3 separate regions of the Ovis aries genome follow, and all the other regions are linked to region 2. A link is a contact called in public Hi-C data. All regions are on one chromosome and are shown on one strand. Each heading gives the region's core, a stretch centred on a gene start, on an enhancer-like site or on the middle of the called end of the contact. The rest is flanking DNA. Distances are from core to core; before and after follow the strand shown.

Region 1 (2,700 bases), core at 158-2,657, 140 kb before region 2:
TAGTCGTGTCTGACTCTTTGAGACCCCATGGTCTCACCAGTCTCCTCTGTCCGTGGGACTCTCCAGGCAAGGATACTGGAGTGGGTTGCCATTTCCTACTCAAGGGGATCTTCCTGACCCAGGGATCAACCTGTGTCTCCTGTATTAGCAGGGGGATTCTTTTACCACTGAGTTACCTGGGAAGCCCAGTTTGCATCTACCAATCCAGCAACCTGAAACTCCCAGTTCATCCCTCTCTATCCTCCTCTCCCCTGGGCAACCACAAGGCTGTTCTATGTCTATGCACACTCAATTTCTTGTGTGAAAGCCTTGGCAAACTCAGGTTTTCTATATGATTTAATTATCTGGGAACATCTTTTTCTTGCCTCTGGCTTACCGGGAAGTTGATGGATTCTGGATAGAAATCAAAGACCCTTTCCCATCCAATTAGCCCTCAATAAAACTATTGTTAAAAAAGAAACATTAATGCATCTATTAAGTCACTCTTGATTTAATTAATTCTATTAGTTTATTTATTTTCGACTATTTCACCTTGTGCAGAGTACCATAATATCTCCTGGAGCTAGCAGACATGAGGAAAGTGTCCTGCCCTCAACAGCCAAGAGTTTCCCATTCCCTAGAATAGAGGTGGGATAAGCGGGGAGCCAAATGTGGCTTGAGAATGGAAGCCCAGGCCCAGATTTCGCAGGACTGAGGGTACTGTGCGAGAGACTGTTGAAATCCTGCTATGTAAATGACCTGGTTTAAACCCTGCCTCAAGCAAATGGTTACTGGTGAGAGTTCTTGGGTTTCAGGAGTTAAAAGAAGCAAAGTATATGAAACAACTTGGCATGCAGACAGCATTCAGAAGAGTGCACTCTTGTTATTAGGCTGTGTGTTTTTATTATCATTTAATCCGAACATTGAAGTATGAATAATGACTTCCTGTTTACAAATCACTTTGGTATTTTTCATCTCATTTAACTATCAAAAATCTCACCATTCAGGCAATGAGATTTTGCCCCCCTCCTCCAGTTTTACAGATTAGCACACTGGTATTCAGGGAGGTTAAGCGACTTACCTCGGATCTCCTGGCTGATAATTGGCAGAACTGGGATGTGGAACCAGATTGCCACCCCCAAAACCGCCCTTTTCCACCCTGCTGTGTTGTTTCCTAAATTGCCAAGTGACCTTGTGTAAGCATTCTATGTCCTGTCCCCCAATCTGGGCTTCGATTTCTACATCTGCAAAGTGAGAGGGATTAAATCATGCCTGAGGTCCCCTCCAGGTCCCAGTGTCTCTGATTAAAAGCGTATGTTCAGGAATGGATCCTGTTTGCTGCTAAACTCCGAGACGCACAAGGAGCCTGGGCTCGGGGAGCTGGAGGCTGGAGCTGCGCCTAAACACAGGCTGGCTTGGCGTTCAGCTCTGTATCTGGCTGCCAAAAGGCCAGAATTCTCTGGAGAACTGGAGTTCAATCTGGCCAACTTGTGATGGCCTTAAGTTATCCTCTGACCTCGAACTTCTGATTATCTGAAGCTTATTTTTATAAAGGCTTAGGAATAGTCAGTCTGTCTCTCTGGAGACCTGCTTCCTTTCTTACTTCCATTATGCACTTCCAGCAACGGGCAGTGGGAACTAGGAGTCGGGCAATCTGTCGGTAATTTTTGCCTCTGCTGCTGCCATTCTTGTAATTCTGGGCAAGTCACATCCAAAGCAGGATTATAAAAAAGAGTTCCCCCTATTGTAGAGCACATGGAACTCTGCTCAATGTTATGCGCCAGCCTGGTGTGGGAGGGAGGTTTGGGGGAGAATGGACACATGTATATGTGTGGCTGAGTCCCTTCACTGTTCACCTGAAACTATCACAAACAACATTGCTAATTGGCTATACCCCAATACAGAATGTTTCTGGTGTTAAAAAAATAAAAATTAAATTTAAAAAATAAAAGAGTTCCCCTAGTCGGAGGGTTAGTGAAGCCATGTGGTTTCCTCTTGGGGAGGAAATGGAAGACCTAAGTTATATGAAACTTAGGTCTTATAATAATGTCTAATATATAAATAATGACTAATAATAATGTCTGAAATTCAAGGCTGGTCCACTTCAGTTACTTGGAAAAAAAATTAGCTTTCCTACTGTACTACAAAGGAAATAGGCGAGGAGAATGCTTTCTGTGTCTGTCCCCAAGAGCAGTCATAGGGTTCAAAGGTAATATCAGGTTTAAAGCATAATTCTGTTTCCTTCGGCATACCTTCTTCCCCATTTTTGATGGAATGTGAAGTGACTCAGGAAGTAAGTCTCTCAGAGCCATGCTGGAAGGAGTCTGCCTGCACCTTGACCCAGTGTTGCTTCTCCTGGGTCAACCATCTTGCTTTGAATCTCACCCTTCATCTGGTTTCATTCTGCAGAGACTTGGGCAGGACATCCACCTGCTCCCAGGAGAAGGGCCTTCACACTCCACAAGGTTGGGAGTCCACGTAAATTCAGGCTGAGGGGCCCTCTACAACCAGCCTCTCTGCCCTCTAAGTTATGGAGTTGGTTTTGGTTTCATTTTACCAAAAAGAAGGAAGAAAGAGCCATTTGATCCTTGCTCCACTTCCAGGGTAGAGACTGCTCAGAGCCCTCTCCCACAGCCCTCTGTGTGCTGCCAGCATCCCAAGGGAATAGAGAAGAGGGTGATTGCAAGAGCCTTGGGACAGCAGTTTCACAATTTGCCATGG
Region 2 (2,700 bases), core at 92-2,591:
GTAGCACAGTCTGTTCTAAATCCACGCAGTATCTGTGATACTGGCACCGCAGGCCTTTAGAATTCCCTCCGGCTGGTCTCTTTAAACACAGACAGGAGAGATTTTTAACAACGACCTTGAAACGAGCTGGGAGAGAGCGGGGGGAACCAAGACCTAAAGAAAAAGCAGAACACAAACATGTATTTGGCTCACAGAATTTTGTAGAACACACGCGTACGCGTACACATACACATACACACACGTTTCTTGCAGCAAGAATTTTCCTAAGAGTCAACAATAACAGAGTAAACCCACCACTTGCTGTCCTGGAAAGAAACAAACCAAAACAAATCCTTTGAACATGTCTTTCTAGCGCAGGAGAGCGTCCTCTCAGTAAAAGTCCAAGGGAAAAAGGAAAATTGAACACCCTTCCCCGCCCCCCTGAAAAAAGTGGGGGTCGGAATTGTTACATATGACAAAAAACTCAAGCTTCTTTCAACACTATCAGTATTAAAATAACACGTCTTCCTTAAATCGTTTGAGACATTTCATAGGGGTAAAACAAAACAAAATCCAACCGATGCGGGATCCTACGATTTACGTAACATCACAAAGTTGCAAAAGGCAAAAATCAGAAGCAAAAATCCGCAAACCATCATAATACAACCACCCCAAATCCCAAACCACCACACCAAGGAAAAAAAAAAAAATCCCAAACTGTCCCAAATAAAAATAAAGCAAATGAACCCACCGAAAACTGCTTGGCAAATATTTTTCTCGTGGTGCCTAATATTCTAGCTGGAAAGAGCTGTGGTGTTTTTTTTTTTTTTTTTTCCCTTACTCGCCCCGAAACCTACTATATATAACAGACTTTTCCCAAAGGTTCGAACCTCTCGCTTCCTTTTGTGTTTTGAGCTCGGAGGAGCTGAGTTTATGGGGAAGAGAGGAGAAATGAGCCCCAGACCCCGGGGAAGCAAAGCGCACTCCCCCTCTTATGTCACCGAATAGCAAATTAGTTCTCAGAATTCCAGAGGCCGAGCTTTGCTACAGCGAAGACGCCGACGTCACAGAGGGGCGCCCACGTGACGGTGGCGGAGCAGGCTGTACCACCGACCGGGGGCCGGGGAGGGAGAGCCACCGTCCGGCCCCTCGACCCTCGCGCCGAAATCTCCAAACCCGAGACGTTCAGCCCGTGAGGACCCCAAAATCTGCGGGACAGCGGGAAAATATTTTGGCTTGGAGGGCTTTTTATGGCCCGGAGGAGGCATAAGTCGTGGAGAGCTGACACCGAGTCCTCCCCTGCTACGTAGCAGTGGTAAAGTCCCCAGCTCAAATTCCGAGAATTGAGCTCTGTTGATTCTTAGAACTGGGGTTCTTAGAAGTGGTGATGCAAGAAGTTTCTAGGAAAGGCCGGACACCAGGTGATTATTGCTGTTGCTGCCGCCGCTGCTGCTGCCGCCGCCGCTGTTGCCGCTGGTGCCGCTGCCGCCGCCGCTGCTCATGATCATTATTTTACCTTTTAATTCTTTTTTTCTGCTCTTGCCAAATGCTTTGGCTCCAAGTTTCCTATGTGTATCTATTGATGTAAATGTATATATTTATTTATTGTAGCTGTCAGGTGTTAAAATAAATGCCGAAGATTAGTCCCACGTCTCTCCCACTCTAGGATGTAGATTTTTATATTTTTATTATTTTATTCTTGTTGTCTTTGAGTGAATTGGCCGGTTTGGGGAGGCTTTTGCCACCCTCCCTTGTGTTGTTTTGGTTTTTGAAGAGGAGGTGGAGGAGAGGAAGGAGGGGAATTAGGGGGCGGCCGGAGCAGAAAGGACGAGACAGTGCTTGGGGGGTGATTCGGGCAAGTCTGGGGGCTGTCTGGCCCCAGACGGCGGAGAGGACGCGCGCTCGCGCTCTCGCTCTTTCTGCTGCTGCTTGCGTACGGCTTGTGATCTCGCTGGATTCGTGCGGCTGTGTTTTTTTTTCCCTCTTTTCTCGCTTGCAAACTGCCTTCCTTGCTCCCTCGCTCCAGCCTCGCCTTCCTTCCTTCCCTCTCCTTTCCCTCGCCTCTCCTTCCTTCCCCTCTCCCGTCCTTCTTGGTCACTCCGGGAGGCGAGGAGGGAGACTGCCCTTTCGCTCGCCCCGCTGGCTCCCTTCCACCGGCCTCGGTCCTCTCGATTCCCCACCTCCGAGCCGAGATTTTGGAGGAGAAATGCAAGCGAACTCCTAGTGGATATTTATTTTTTTTCCCCTTCATAAACCCAGATGAAGTGTTCCTTTCTGAGCCGCGATCTTCCTAACGAGATCCGAGCGTTTTGGTGTCCCCTTCCCCTGCGTTTTGGGGGAGGTTTAGCTTGCCTGGGGGCGGGGATGTTGAATAGTTTGGAAATCATTCTTTCTTGGTTGCAGTCTAGGGAGTCGGGAACCCCCGCGCGCTCCCTCTCCCGGTCCTGGGGAGAGAGGCTTGTGGCGGGATGGGGATTTGGGGGTGGGGGTGGGAAAGGGGTGCGCGTTTGCACCTGCGGTGCTGTTCAGAGTGCGGGGACTCCGGGAACCTTCGCAGAACGGCCCAGCCAAGCGGGAAGGTGGCGGGATTTCTGGCGGTCGTGGTGTTTGTATTTTGGGCGCTGCGTGACTCGGTGTTAGCTCCCAATGGCTGTTTCCCTGCTTTCCTAAATTTTTATTTTTCCCGTGGTGCAAGCTTTGTGAAAACAAACAAAACAAAAA
Region 3 (2,700 bases), core at 173-2,672, 210 kb before region 2:
TTTGAAAAAGTGAACCTTGTTAGTCGCTCAGTTGTGTCTGACTCTTTTGTGACCCATGGACTGTTGTGTGTGTGCTAAGGTGCTTCAGTCATGTCCTATTCTTTGCGAGCCCATGGACTGTAGCCCGCCAGGCTGCTCAGTCCGTGGGATTCTCCAGACAAAAATACCAAGTGGGTTGCCATGCCCTCCTCCAGGGGATCTTCCTGATCTGTGTCTCAAATCGAACCTACGTCTCATGTCTCCTGCACTGGCAGGCGGGTTCTTTACCACTAGTGCAACCTGGGAAGCCCATGGACTATTGTCCACAGCCTTTTTTTTTTCAGGTAAAAATACTGGAGTGGGTAGCCTTTCCCTTCTCCAGGGGATCTTCCCGACCCAGGGCTCAAATCCTGGTCTCTTGTATTGCAGGCAGATTCTTTACCAGCTGAACCACCAGGGGAGCCCATTCACCTCTTTGTTTGAGGTCAATAAGAACTCCTCTTGGGATATTGTGGAAGAGTACCTAGCACCGAGAGTTCCAGACCAACAGGTTCACTCTCAACTTGGCCACCTATGATTTGCGTACACTAACAAGTTGCTAAACCTGTTAGAGCTTTAGTTTCCTCACCTGTGAAATGAAGACAATGACAAAGGCCTCCTTTCAGAGGATTGTTTCAAAGATCAAGTGATAAAATATATGCAAACTTTTTGGGTACAAACTCTAATGCGTAAAAAGACCTACAGTCTGATTCTCCATGGGCTGTTTTAAAGTTTTGAGGGCAAAGAATAGCAAGGGGATATTTTTTTCTTCTTGATATGAAAATTTTTTCTCACCTTTTTTCCCCGCTAAAGTAATCTAATTTGCAGAATTAGAATTTCTGAATGCCTTTTCAGGAACAATTATGGAACTGAAAATTTCTTCATCATTCTCCTGTAGGTGTTCATACTCTAAATACCCGGAAGGTCCTTTAATATCCTCACAGAAATAAGTGTTATGTAGTTGAAGTAATTAGTGGTGTTTCCACTCCAGTATTCTTGCCTGGAAAATCCCAAGGGTGGAGGAGCCTGGTGGGCTGCAGTCCACAGGGTCGCTAAGAGTTGGACACGACTGAGGGACTACACTTTCACTTTTCACTTTCACTTTCATGCATTGGAGAAGGAAATGGCAACCCACTCCAGTGTTCTTGCCTGGAGAACCCCAGGGACGGGGGAGCCTGGTGGGCTGCCGTCTCTGGGGTGGCACAGAGTCGGACATGACTGAAGCGACTCAGCAGCAGCAGCAGCAGCAGGAGCAGCTCCTTCACTTACCAGCATAGCCCCTCCCCACCCATACACTCACATAGTCCCCCTCCCTCTCCAGGCTCACGTGGGCAGCATCGCTCCCCTCACCCCTGACTAGAGGAACAAACCAGTGAAAAAAGGAAGTAAATTCACTTATGCAAAGTACATTCTGGGTGAGGAAAGGCAAGCATGTCTTCGTCTTCTCTTCAGGACATATCAGGACTTATAGAGAACTTGGCAATCTTCCACTCTCACCTCTCCATTGTGAAAAAGAGCCACAAGGCTCAGAACTGAGAAATGACTTCACCAGGGTCACATGGCTGGCTTGGGGCAGAATCAGGATTCAAGTCCCCATCCCCTGACTTCTCCTACTCCTCTCTCTATTACACTAGATGTGGAGAGGACACAGAGAACATAAAAGTAGAAAGAAAAGAATACATTCTGGCTGAATATCTTGGGCTTCTGGTTTTCAAGGACAGTTTTATGATCAGTGGCAATGATGCCTTAAAAGCTATGGTGATTAGCTTGAATGAACTTCTGTAACCAACTCTTATCACAGCACATGATGCGTCAAACACCTGCTAGATCTGAGCGCTGGCACAAAAGCTGATTTCATGGTCAAAGAAGAGAGTGGGGGAAAAGAAACTTGGCTGAACAAAGCTGGCAGACTTTTCACTAGAAAATTCAGAGGTAATTTCTGTAGGAACAGGAACACATTTCCAAAGGCTTTTAAAATATCTTTAAATGTGAGAGGGTGAATTTAACAATTAACGAGATGAAGGCCACTGAGGACTGTTTGGTGCCTAAGGCCGCTTCCAGACTGGCCGCTTCTACCTGCCTTGGTCAGAGTCCTAGAAGACTCAGGATGGGCAGGTTCAGAGGTTTGCCCTGAGGTTGCTGATTTCCATCTAGGCTCCCACACAAACACATTCCAAAGCACTCGGGCTTCTCCATGGAATCTCTTCTTATTACCAGATGAAGTCAGAGGGGCAGGGGCCATCTGTCTCTCAAACGGAGTCTACCCATACAAAGTGGATTCTTTAGCCTGTTTTGGAGGTCAGCCTACATCAACAGAACAGGCAGTGGTGAAACACAAGGTCACTTCCCTTTGGCTACCTACAAATATTTGAACTGCAAGATCTGTTCATTTGTCTACTCTCCTAATAATTATAATTGGGAGAGCATTGAGTTAGAATCTCCATGGGATGTGCAGCTTGCTGGACCTCAGTTTCCTCACTTATAGGATGCTACTCATTGTCTGCCTTGTGGACCTTGCTATTTGTTTCAGGAATCATTTGAATGACACATGGAGGTGCTGTTTCAACCCTAAAGGCTTCTGTGAGAGTGAAGGATTATTGCTACTACTCTGTATCCAACGATGTGCTAGGCACCAGGGGGATTACAAAAGAAACATAAGAGATGATCCCTGCACTCCAGGAA

What was found. A called contact is a pair of places that touch in the nucleus more often than the background predicts.
Region 1: a contact with region 2 is called in a Hi-C map of liver, with 4 times the contacts expected there. The contact joins the enhancer-like site here to the promoter of BCL6 in region 2. A contact is called at or near these places in 2 of 16 Hi-C or Micro-C datasets (blood and liver).
Region 3: a Hi-C map of liver shows a contact between it and region 2, with 11 times the contacts expected there. The contact joins the enhancer-like site here to the promoter of BCL6 in region 2. A contact is called at or near these places in 3 of 16 Hi-C or Micro-C datasets (liver, mixed tissues and muscle).

What each region holds. Positions count from the first base shown.
Region 1 is chr1:200,244,569-200,247,268 of ARS-UI_Ramb_v3.0, forward strand. No RefSeq gene overlaps it. Among named protein-coding and RNA genes, the nearest start is that of BCL6, 140 kb to the right of the region's middle. Within about 2 kb of position 1,408, at least 11 of the 54 cell types and tissues checked have an H3K27ac peak or open chromatin away from gene starts, as enhancers often do. A contact at or near this core is called in liver, where this site is marked.
Region 2 is chr1:200,383,620-200,386,319 of ARS-UI_Ramb_v3.0, forward strand. BCL6 (BCL6 transcription repressor) reads left to right here and starts at 1,342. Exons shown (of 10, transcript XM_042233309.1): 1 at 1,342-2,700. LOC105602706 (a long non-coding RNA gene) reads right to left here and starts at 993. Exons shown (of 3, transcript XR_001021447.5): 1 at 731-993.
Region 3 is chr1:200,169,774-200,172,473 of ARS-UI_Ramb_v3.0, forward strand. No RefSeq gene overlaps it. Among named protein-coding and RNA genes, the nearest start is that of LPP, 180 kb to the left of the region's middle. Within about 2 kb of position 1,423, at least 4 of the 54 cell types and tissues checked have an H3K27ac peak or open chromatin away from gene starts, as enhancers often do. A contact at or near this core is called in liver, where this site is marked.